Linked DNA regions of Sus scrofa: region 1 is linked to region 2. The links are chromatin contacts, called in public HiChIP or PLAC-seq maps. All regions are on one chromosome and are shown on one strand. Each heading gives the region's core, a stretch centred on a gene start, on an enhancer-like site or on the middle of the called end of the contact. The rest is flanking DNA. Distances are from core to core; before and after follow the strand shown. Region 1 overlaps LOC106508521 (a long non-coding RNA gene). Region 2 overlaps ADGRV1 (G-protein coupled receptor 98).

Region 1 (6,505 bases), core at 1,640-4,139, 82 kb after region 2:
ATTATAATATGCAACAGACAAAGTTCAAGTCATTTTTAATGTTAAGTCTAAACTGTAAGATCATGAAGACTATTCTTTTGGTGGCAGAAAGATCCACCTGAAACCAGATTTAGTGATAAGGGGAAATTGAAAATTTGTTATAAAATCACAGGTCATATTATGGCACTCTAATCTCTCTTCCTTCAGACTAGATTTCTGTGCTTCCTGGGTAGATGTGGAAGAAAATGTGTAACCAACCTATCCTCTGTTTAAGAGAGCACCTCAACGGAGACCCCATTCTTAATTTCTACAAAGGAATCTCAGGTCGTTCCAGTTTGAATCAGGTTTTCAACCTCTAATTCAATCAACTTTGGCAAGGGCTGGAGCATTTCATACAAATGAGGATTAAAGGCCCACTGTTGGTACAGCTCAAGGAACACAGAATATATCGTAAGAAACCAAGGCTAGCATTAAAACCTGGAAAAGTAAGCTTTGCACAATGATTGATCAAGCACCTTAATTAAAATGTTGTGTTACTCTGTCTGATTAACTGAACTTTGGTAGCATGTTACATGCTATCTAAATGAGCTACTTAAATACCCAGGTTAATGTATTAGTTACATCACTGGCTTCCTCAGACAAATTAGAACCACGAGGAGGCTTCCCAAGGACATGGATCCTCTATCTACCCATCTGTTTGCCTATCTCTATCTATCTATTTATCTATCTATCATCTACCTATCCATGTATTTCTAATCCACTGTTCTGTGCTGCCATGTGGGCTCCAAATTGCTTGGCTTTAGGGCACTCAATTCACAAAGACTATGATGTGGCTATTATCCTCTAGTTCTACTATACAACAGTTCCCTTCATATGACAGAATATTTTGAGCCTTTCATAGTTGATGTTTTTTGTGCTATAACCGACTTCAACTGTGTTGCAAACTCGTGGAGGCTGAGGATCATGTATTACTGTAATAGTTATCTGTTGCTGTACAAGTTACGCAAAAGCTTAGAATCTTAACACACATTATTATCTCATACAATTTCCGAAGGCCAGGAATCTGGGAGTGGCTTGGCTAGGAGCTTCTAGCTCAAGTGATCTCATGGGAATGCCCTCAAGCGATCAGTCAGGGATGGACCTCATAGGAAGTCATCTGAGGGGTTGACCTGACCTAGAGAATCCACTTCCAAGATGGCTGGCTCAGATCGCTGGTGACAGAAGGCCTCCATTTTTTACAACATTGGCTTTGCAGGGCTGCCCGAGTGTCCTAATGTATTTCAGCTGTTTTCCATAGAGGGCATGCTATGCACTCGAGAGATGGTAAGAGTACCACAGGGCCCTTTCACACCTCCAAATTCATACTCCACACCTTCTGCTTTATTCTTTCTAGAGAATCGAGTCATTAAATCCATCCTCAAGGGGAGAGAACTTAGGTTTGACCCCATGAAGGAAGGAATATCAAAGAATCTGTAAATGTGTTTTTAAATCCACCATTAGTTTGTTAATGACTTCAGACTTTACCTTTGAGCCTATACTCAATTTTTATTTTTTTGATTGATTGCATTGTATAATTCACCAGCGTGAGGTAGAGGAGTGTGATGATGTGATCTATAGTAAGAAATACATATTTGGTCTTCATCTTATTTCCAGCACAGAGCTCCTTTGGTGAGGAGAGCAACAAAAGTGTGACTTGTTATGTTAATGAGGTGACTTTGAGACCCGACTTAAGGATGAGGGCAGGGAGGGGAGAGGGTCCACAGGTTGAGTCAATCAGTAATGGCCAATGATTTAATTACTTTTGCCTGTCTGTATAAAGAAGCCTCCCTTAAAGGTCCCAAAGAAGCGTTCGAAGAGTGCCCGGGCTGGTGAACACAGGGGGATTCTGGGACAGTGATGCTCCAGGAGAGAACACGGACGTGCCACACCTGTTCCCTGCCCCTTCTCTATATGTCTCTCCGTCTGGCTGTTCCAGAGTTATTTCCTTTTATAATAAACCTGTGACCTGGTAAGTAAACTCTTTCTCTGAGCTTTGGGAGCCACTCTGGCAAATTAATTGAAGGAAAGGAAAAAGGGTGTCATTGGAATCTCTGGGCTGTAGCCGGTTGGTCAGAAGCAGAGGTCACAACCTGGGCTTGCTAAGGAGTCTGGAACGGCGTGGTGTGTGGGGGATGTAACTGTGGAATATCTGATATTATCTCGGGGTACATAAAGTGTCAGAATGAGTTGAACTGTAGACACCCAGCTGATGTCCCCAGAGAATCGGTGGTGGTGTGGGGAAGTGCCCCACCTCATTGGAAAGAGGGTGCTCAGAACATCAAAATGAGTAAGCCAAGATCATAGCTCAAAATATTTGCTTTTGTTTCCAGCTATCCAGAAAAGTGTTAAATTTACGTGTTCTTTATTAATGCATTAAAAAAGTAAATGCATTTATGACTTATGCATTTATTAATACATGTATCCTTTCCTTTAACAACTATTGTTGAGCCCAGACCCTAACCCAGAACAATTAAATCAGAATCTCTTAGGGTAGGGTTTGGTATTGGAAGTTTTTCAGAATTCCTCCAATAATTCTAATATACAGCTAGTGACAAGAACCACTGAACTAGATTATTTTGGATGTCTTTTTTGGCTCCAATTCTCCATGATTTATTCTCTTCCATGAGAGTCTTTCTGGCATTATAGCGGGCCCCTCAGGCAAGACCTACACAAGCGTGGATGCATGTAGTATGCAAGGAGGTCTAAGAGACAGGCCAGGAAAAGATAATAGATATTTCTCCATCTCCTGGCACAGGCTGTGTCTTTAGCTACTTGGGTATATGAAAAGCACATTCCTAATTGCTAACTCTTTTCTTTGATAGAGCAAATGCCCTGGATACCACTAGCATTTGCTTCTATTGTTAGCTTATGACTAGATGAAGCATAGAATTTCCATCAGCTGGGGTAGGAATAGGAATTCAAGAGGCCAGAGAGGACCCCTCAGAGACTGACCACAAGGGAGGAGGTGGTATGTCTTACATATGTTTCTTAGGAGTTTGCTGGTTCAACTTATAACTAGGTCATTGCCTGCTTCATGTAAAACACTGCACCCAAAGGTAAAGATAGAGGCATCAACTTCCTTCTTCCGTGTTTGTATATGCAGAGGTTGAACAAAGTCATTTCTCTTTGGCTGGCTATAGACTTCTCTCTCCTCTGGGTGGAGCTAAGCTCACTGAAAACAAGGTTATTTTGAAAACACCACACCTGTAATTGAAAAGGATTTCTTAAGGCCTTTTATGATCTATCTTTTTCTATGGCCTCTTACACCATCCAAAGTCAAACCAGCTGAATCCAGAACCCAGGTGGCAGCCAATTCGGGCTTGGCACCCAGCAACCCTTGGGATGTGGGGGCGTGACTCTTCAGTGAGATCACACATAACCCACGAGGCATCTCTGGCTACTTTCTAATTATTTCCGTTGCAAAAAGCCCCGAGTTATTTGATGAATCATGTCATTCCTGCTGAAAAGTAAACCAAGGGTGATAAAAGACCTATGGCCAAGAATCCTAGGTTCGTAATCAGTATCCAGAAGAAGGAAATCTGCATGTCTCTGTGTATTCACTGCATGTTTGGGTTTTGGATACCGAGGATGTTGACCAGAAGGCAAGGGTTGGATCATCTCTACTACACATTTCGCCGAGTAGGGATTACAGGTTTTTGTTTGTTTTGTCTTTTTTCCTGGCCACACCCATGGCATATGGAGGTTCCCAGGTTAGGGGTTGAATCAGACCTGCAGCCACCGGCCTATGCCACAATGATAGCAATATCAGATCTGAGTCTCATCTATGACCTACACCACAGCTCATGGCAACACAAATCCTTAATCCACTGAACAAGGCCAGGGATTGAAACTGCCTCCTCAGGGATGCTGGTTAGATTTGTTTATGCTGCACCATGACAGGAACTCCTGGGTTTTTTTTGTTTGTTTGTTTTTTAAGGAGCTATCTTTAGCTAATGATGAACAGGCGACTTGTAAAAATTATTTCTTATGTTCCGATTCTCCTGTTATAATTACATAATATAATAATTATTGATTACTAGTAATACACCAGGCACTGATTCACGTCATTTCTATACCTAATCTTTTGACTGTGCCTGCGGCATGTGGAAGTACCCGGACCAAGGATTGAACCCCCATGCTACAACAGTGACCAGAGCTGCTAACAGTGACAACTCCAGATCCTTAACCCACTGCACTATACACAAACTCCTATGCTTAATGTTATAGAGTCCTTTCAATCTTGCTAAAAGCTATTCGATTTTTGATTATCCCATGTTATAGAAGAGGAAACCGAAACCCACAACACTTGATATCTTTATAGTAATTTCTACCTCAACCTTTTCCTCTCTATCCTGTTTTAGCTTTCTTTCTATGCCACCTTAATGTGTGTGTGTGTGTGTGTGTGTGTGTGTGTGTGTGTGTGTGTGTTTTCCTCCTTGATTCTTCTTTTCCTTTTCATTTGCCTCTCTGGGCTTCAGCAGCAAGATTTCAGTTTGAGAAGCATAAATGTTGAACTCAAAATAAGAAGAGGTTTCAGGTTGAGGCAAAACTGCTGTGCCAAGAGAAGAAAAAAAGCCAGGTTAACAGAGTAAGAATTTACTCCTGATCCACCCCCTCCCCCAGTTTACTGTTTTCAGAAGTTGGTAGCTCACCTGACTGCCAAAACAAATTTGCAAAGGAGGGAGAAGTGAGCACCAGAGCCTTGAAACACTAGCCCCTCCTCCCAGCCACTTACTCAGAGAACAGGAAACATCAGCTTTACTGGTGTTCTTGCAATACAGCTCTCAATGCTGTATGTTTCTGGGGCCAGGCACCCCAAGGAATCTGGAAGACTTGGACATGTGAAATTTTAACCATAATAATGTCTTCCATTTTTATAACTTCTTTGTAGTGAATGGTCTCATATGTCATTGCATATAATCACTTACATATTTTTATTCATTAAAGGGTATATGAAGTTTGAGATGAAAGTGAGGGTATTATTCCCCCAAAATAGCTTGAGACTTTGATAAAAAAAAGAAAAAATCTTTATTATCCATTTTATTTTCTGATGCAGTTTCATGAAATAGAAAGGACTTGGAGGTGCAAACTAGAGCTATCTCTGGAGACATCTGTCTAAAGAGCTATGGGTAATTCCTCCATGTATGCAAATCATATATTCACCTTTCAGTGTTTGACTGAAGTGTTCACCTCTACTTCTCCCTATGGCCTCCAAGAAGTCTTTACTGGTTTTTCTCAATAGCTCATGAATGAGAGGGATCTTAAAGTGACAAGGACTTGGAAAAATTTATGTTTATGGAAAATCAGGAAACCAGCTTGAGAGAATTAACCTAAGGATTTAATTAATCTTCACAGTTGGCCTGTGACCTTTTAATACATTGATCTCTCTAGGACTGGAGAAGGGCATTGGGCTGAAATGCTGACATGCATACACTCCCCTTCATCCCCACCTCAAGGGGACTTGTGTTAACTTCCTGTTCCCAGCAGTCCCAGCCCTTCCCACCAGTCTTTCAGAGGTGCTTTATCAAAGGGAAGGAACAAAATGGTAATTCCTACCAGGCTTTGGGACTTTGAGATCCACACAGAATTGTTATTATATATACAACAAAGTTGGGAAAAATCTCCCAAACCTCCTAGAATCAGACCCATTTAGTTTTCATTTTTTATGGCTGCACCCTTGGCATTTGGAAGTTCCCTGGCCAGGGATTAAATCCAAGCCACAGCTCCAACCTACACCACAGTTTTGGGGCAATGCTGGATCCTTTATCCCACTGCATCAGGCTAGGGATCAAACTTGTGCCTCTGCAGTAACTGAAGCTGCTTCAGTCAGATTCTTAACCCACTTATTACAGTGGGAACTTCTCAGTGCCTGTTTAGAAAAGTGAACTGGTTTGCTTCCAACCCAAGCAGGTAGTTTCTGTTAGAGTTCTGCTTCTGCAAACCAGGCAAATAAGCACTTTAATCAGTCAAAACGTTAAGATGTGTAATACTACAAATTTTATATATATACACACATATATATAATGTTTACAATTAAAGAGTGAGTATAAAATTTATCATCTGCAGCAAAACACTTTGAAGATCAAAAAGGGGCCACTACCAACAATCATTCCAGGACAACAGATACAAATATGGACTGTCCAAGGGCAAAATAGGACATGGGGCCAACACACCTGTAAGTGAATATTTTAAACATTCAGTTTAGTTTTTCGCTAGTTCTCATAACATTTTTATTATGCTGGAATGTGGCAAGGATATTGTTCACTTTTTCATACTGGGAAGTGGATCTGTTCTACTTTTCTTGAAAAATAATCCTACATTTTAAATCTCAGCTAATCTGTTCTGAATCTCATTATATAATTTACTTCTCTGAAACAGCTATAGTTTTCCCACATACATAAATTTCTGTGAACCCTTCTAAAAATTAAAATACCTGCAGTCATTCCAACTATTTCAACATTGATTCAAAGATACTTGGTTTTATTTT
Region 2 (5,732 bases), core at 346-2,845:
AATGGGAACTATGGTGTCTCTGCAGCAGCAGGGATGTGGGTTCGATTCCTGGCCCAGTGCAGTGGGTTAAGTATCCAGCATTGCCACAGCTGTGGCGTAGGTTGCAAATCCAGCTCAGATTTGATCCCTGGCCCTTTGGAACTCCATAAGCCACAGGACAGCCAAAAAACAAAAAAACAAAATAAATAGTGGTAATAGATAACCCATTATACAGTAAGAGTCTCTGAGTCTTATTATAGAAATAAATGAATAAGTCAAATATTTGATAAGTGAAAGGATGTTTACCTAGTTTCAAAGTAATGCCATACAAGGTACATATTCATTACAATGGTAAAAGACTGACTTTGCAGTGGAGAATTCATACAGCCACTACCTTAATCAAAATGACCAAAAATGAATATCCCTGGTAATGGGGCAAATTGAATTCTTGTGCCAACCACTAGAAAGATGTAAAAAGAATGAACTCGGCATCATTTCTGTGATTTCTGGCAAAATTTGTCATGTAAAGCATGAGAAAAGATCAAACTCAAATTTAAGGATATTCTACAAGACAAACTGGCTGGTAACCTTCAAAAATGCCAGAGTCATGAAAGCCAAGGACACTCAAAGGAAGTGTTTTGGATTAAAGCAGACTGTAGAGAATGCCAACTGGATTCTTCTACAGAGGAAATCATTGGAATGATTGACAGATCATGAATAGGATCTGAGGATGGTCATAACATGTGTTTATTTTCTGATTTGATGGTTGTATTGTGTTTATGTGGGAGAATATCTTAGTAGAAAATGCATATTACAATGTTTAAAGGGTATGGGGGATCAGGTTGGCAACTTTCAAATGGTTCAGGAAAAAAAAATAACTTTGTTGTCATACATGCAACTCTTCTGCAAGTTTGAGATTGTTTCAAAATAAAATGTTAAATTTGATAAAGTTGTAAATAACTTCAAATTTCCACAGGGCATGTATATTTTAGGCATTAATCGATAATGGAGAGTGTGTAGGGACCTTGAAGTTTGTCATAAGAGTTAGTGATTCCATCCTGATGTCTTTCTGTAGCTTGAAAATGTGTTTATTTGTAGCTACTAAGATCTAATTCACTCTCCAGATATTATGTAGCTTGCCATTTAAATAACCCCTCTTTAAAATTTTTGCTGTGAATCCCAAATATCAAAAGGAAGTAGAAAGGGTAACGAAGTCTTTTGGCCCTGAAGAAATCTGTTCTGGAAACTGTTACAACAAATTGCATGATAAAATAAGGCATAGAAGAGGCTTGGTGTTGACAGTAGTAATCCGTTACTTCATCTTTGCTCTTAACCGTAGCTGTAAAATTTGGTGTCTACTCAGGAAAAAAAAAAAGAGATAAATACATATTTTTCCATTATATACAAACCCGTTTTGTCATTAATGTTTTAAAATGTTGAACTGGACTACAGTAATGTTGGGAACACACTGTGCCTACTGTTTTCTAGTAGAGATCTTCTATTAAGGAGATTTATATCCTCAGTTTTCCCCAGGATTGAAATGTGATTGCCATCTCTGCAGTTGTTCATGGCACTTCCTGAACTGTCCAGCAGGTGGTAGTCTAGGAGAGGAACAGTTCTCATCCTTCTCCATCCCCCTACCTACCAGCAAAACAGAAGGAATGTGGACTCAGCAATGCGCCTTCTGTTCTCTGGCGTAAGAATGGGATTTCCAAGGTTGTTCTTTCAAAATGGGTACTTAGGTGCAGAAAGTATCTCCAGAAAGGAGCTAAAAATAATTTTTTGTATCTGTATGATTATGCAGTATTCTGAAGTTCAAAAAATCTTTTTTTCTTCCTTCTTTTTTTAAATGGTGTCTAGAAATTCCACTGGTTTTGTATCTCTTTGCCCTCATTTCGATGACATGGCTTTGGGGAGGCCTGCACATGGCTTACAGACACTTCTGGATGCTGGTCCTCTTTGTCATTTTCAACAGTCTGCAGGTAAGCCTTACTGTTTGGTTACAGCACATGTGTATCCTAATGAACACAAGGCATGGAGTTTCAACGTAAAGGAATCAAGCGTCTACATGTAGGTGAATTCTCACTTTCAAAAACAGTGTACAGCGTTGTGGAATAAAAGGATAAAGATTATGTTAAAAGTTGTTAATGCTTGAAATATGGCTGTGCTTCTACCTTACTGGTTATACAGATAGGGAAGACATAAAATATTTATTCTCCTTCATTTTGACAACACCTAAGTAACTACAAAAACATGTTTCTTTTTCAACAGAATTGATGTTTATAAACTTTGCAGATGGCAACCATCCAGGGCATATGCACATATTTGGACTGGGACTGTGTCTAGAAATTAGATCAGCTCCAGAGGAGAAAAATAACAATGATGGTCAAGCAATTCCTTAAGTCTGGTGCTTAGTGTTTTGGTTCACTGAAAAATGATTGACACCCTTCAAGTCTGGCAATGCCTAGTTTAAAATAGCTTTGTGAGCATGTTTGGGTAGCATAACTAGGAATTATATAACTGTAGCAAAAATTAAAGCTGACTTTTTTAGTCCTTTTGTTAAATGGAAAAAACTTGCACCCTGAAATTAGCACATGGAACAAATGAACTCACTTTTCTTATTTTCCAGAGTGAAAAGAGCTGTCCTAGACTAAAACAATTTCCTGACTTTGCCAAAGGTATCCCTAAACAGCCCTGGTTTGGACCACCATCTTGCAAGAAACCTCTGTATAAAAACATATGAGGGCTATAGCTCATAACTGAAATACGACTCAAAACACATTTAACTTTGCTTCTTAGGAGACAGAGTCATTAATGAGATTGTATCTAACAGCATAGTGCCTAATCAAGGCATAATATCAATTTTGGGAGGCAAAGAAAGAAGCTTAAAAGTTTGAAATCAAGTTGTTATAAGTTGATATAGAGACATCTCTCAATAATGAGTTATGTTTGGGTCCCTGCTCCTAGGGCAGTGTGCCAGTGCTGCCATGACTACAGGATGAAGATGACAGCCCTGCCCCTCTAGGAGCTGATGCTTCAAAGAGCAAGCAAACAAGTAGCTTGGGTACACTGTGGCAGTGTAAGGGTACACTGTGGCAGGCGCTGGTAAGGAAAGTATTAAGTGAGCAGAGTGAAGAACCTGTTTACTCCTGCCTGTCCTGGTATTTGAGCTGAGCCCCAAAAGTGAACCATTCAGCTCTGAGGCCTGTCTTGGTCAACTTTGAATCTCTAGGCCTAGTGGAACTAACACCAAAGTCTCCACTGACATCCTACAGATGGATTTTATTTGGTGGACACGCAGTGGTACACAGAACAGGGTTTTAAAATATCTGCCGATTTAGGGCTGCACCTGTGGCATATGGAAGTTCCCAGGCTAGGGGTCCAATTGGAGCTGCAGCTGCTGGCCTATGCCACAGCCACAGCAACACTGAATCTGAACTATGTCTGTGACCTATGCCACAGCTCATGGAAACACCAGATCTGTAACCCACTGAGCAGGGCCAGGATTCAAACCCATGTCCTCAGGGAAGCAAGTTGGATTTGTTACCCCTGAGCCACAACAGGAATGCCTCTTTTTTCACATCTTAATAATTGTGACCTAAAAACTGATACTAGGAAGTATACTATTTTGTTCATGCATTTTAGAAAAATTGTGAAAGAAGTGGTTAGTTTGATAAGGCAGTCATCATTAGGGCATGATATTGGTATAAAAAAACTAGAAAAGAAAATAAAATCAGTAACCCGATGTAGACTCAAATGTAGTTATAAACTTAAGTGTATATAATTTTATCTGGTACCAAACATTAATGAATCAAGGCTTTTGTTTTGTTTTTTTGTTTTGTTTTTGTTTTGGCTGAAGTGTATTTTGTCTTAAGAATATAAAAGTTGGTTTGGGGTAGCTGTAGGATTAAACAAATTTGAGTAGAGTTGCAAAAAAAAAAAATAAAATATAAAAAAAAATAAAATATCTGCCGAAAACTTAAAAAAAAACTTTTATTGGTATGTAGTTGACTTACAATGTATTAATTTCAGTTGGTACAGCAAAGTGAATCAGTTGTATGTATACATATATCCATTCTTTTTTCCCATATAGGTTATTACAGACTATTGAGTAGATTTCCCTGTGCTATACAGCAGATCCTTGTCAATTATCTAATTTATTCCTTCCCCTGCCACAGTCTCCCCTGTGGTAACCTTAAGTTTGATTTCGAGAACTGAGAGTTTGTTTCTATTTTATAAATAAGTTCTTTTGTATCATTTTTATTAGATTCCACATGTATTTTTATTATTTTTATTTTTATTTTTATTTTTGTCTTTTTGTCTTTTGAGGGCCGTACCTGCGGCATGTGGAGATTCCCAGGCTAGGGGTCTAATCGGGGCTATTGCTGCTGTCCTATGCCAGAGCCACAGGAATGCCAGATCCGAGTCGCATCTGTGACCTATACCACAGCTCACAGCAATGCCAGATCCTTAACCCACTGAGTGAGGCCAGAGATCAAACCCACATCCTCATGGTTCCTAGTCAGATTCGTTTCCGTTGAGCCATGACAGGGAACTCCTAGATTCTACATGTAAGTGATATGATACTTATCTTCATTTGACTTAATTCACTTAATATGATAATCTCTACATCCATCCATGTAGCTGCAAAAGGCATTGTTTCGTTCTTTTTAATGGCTGAATAATATTCCATTATATACACTGTTTGTGTGTACCACATCTTTATCCATTCCTCTGTTGATGGACATTTAGGTTGCTTCCATGTCTTGGGTATATAAATAGTGCCACAGTGAACACTGGGATGCATGTATCTTTTCAAATTATTGTTTTCTCCAGATATATACCCAGAAGTGGGCTTGCAGGATCATATGGTAGTTTTTTTAAGGAATCTCCATACAGTTCTCCATGGTGTTTGTACCAATTTACATTCCTACCAAAAGTCTGGGAGGGGGGTGTTCCCTTTTCTCCACACCCTTTCCAGCATTTACTGTTTGAATACTTTTTGATAATGGCCATTCTGACTGGTGTGAGGTGATACCTCAAGGTAGTTTTGACTTGCATTTCTCTAATAATTAGTGATATTGAGCATCTACTTTTTGGCTATGGTCTGTTGTCTTTGTTGAAATGCCTATTTAGATCTTCTGCCCATTTTTTTTTTCTGTTTGTGCTTTTAGGGCCGTACCCACGGCATATGGAGGTTCCCAGGCTAGGGGTCTAATTGGAGCTGTAGCCGCCAGCCTGCACCAGAGCCACAGCAACTTGGGATCTGAGCTGTATCTGTGACCTACACCACAACTCATGGCAATGCTGGATCCTTAACCCACCGAGCGAGGCCAGCATTGAACCCTCAACCTCATGGTTCCTTGTCGGATTCATTAACCACTGAGCCATGACAGAAACTCCTTCTGCCCATTTTTTAATTGGCTTGTTTTTTTGTTTTTTTTTTTAATATAAAGCTGCATGAGATGTTTGTATTTTAGAGACTGATCCCTTGTTGGTTGCTTTGTTTGCAAAGATTTTCTCCCATTCTGTGGATAGTTTTTTCTTTTCTTTTTTTAACGGTTTCCTTTGCTGTGCAAAAGCTTTTAAGGTTAACTAGAATTGCAAACTTTTAAAATTGAGATATTTCACGTAAAAACCTGAATGTGTAGTTTTTCTTTAATAGCAGTACTTGCATGGCAGCAGTTTTCAAGTCCTGAGTAGATACTACCCTCTTTATTTTATTTTATTTTATTTTATTTTATTTTCCTTTT

The links. HiChIP or PLAC-seq counts read pairs in DNA pulled down with a chosen protein or histone mark.
Region 1: a contact with region 2 is called in an H3K27ac HiChIP or PLAC-seq map of alveolar macrophages. The contact joins two enhancer-like sites. A contact is called at or near these places in 5 of 47 Hi-C or Micro-C datasets (adipocytes, alveolar macrophages, blood and 2 more) and 1 of 2 datasets of contacts at active chromatin or transcription factors (alveolar macrophages).

Annotation. Positions count from the first base shown.
Region 1 is chr2:98,292,237-98,298,741 of Sscrofa11.1, forward strand. It overlaps LOC106508521 (a long non-coding RNA gene), which reads left to right. Exons shown (of 3, transcript XR_002341817.1): 1 at 1-1,987. Among named protein-coding and RNA genes, the nearest start is that of ARRDC3, 150 kb to the right of the region's middle. Within about 2 kb of position 2,890, at least 22 of the 83 cell types and tissues checked have an H3K27ac peak or open chromatin away from gene starts, as enhancers often do. A contact at or near this core is called in alveolar macrophages, where this site is marked.
Region 2 is chr2:98,211,681-98,217,412 of Sscrofa11.1, forward strand. It overlaps ADGRV1 (G-protein coupled receptor 98), which reads left to right. Exons shown (of 91, transcript XM_021085372.1): 88 at 1,840-1,961. Among named protein-coding and RNA genes, the nearest start is that of ARRDC3, 230 kb to the right of the region's middle. Within about 2 kb of position 1,596, at least 8 of the 83 cell types and tissues checked have an H3K27ac peak or open chromatin away from gene starts, as enhancers often do. A contact at or near this core is called in alveolar macrophages, where this site is marked.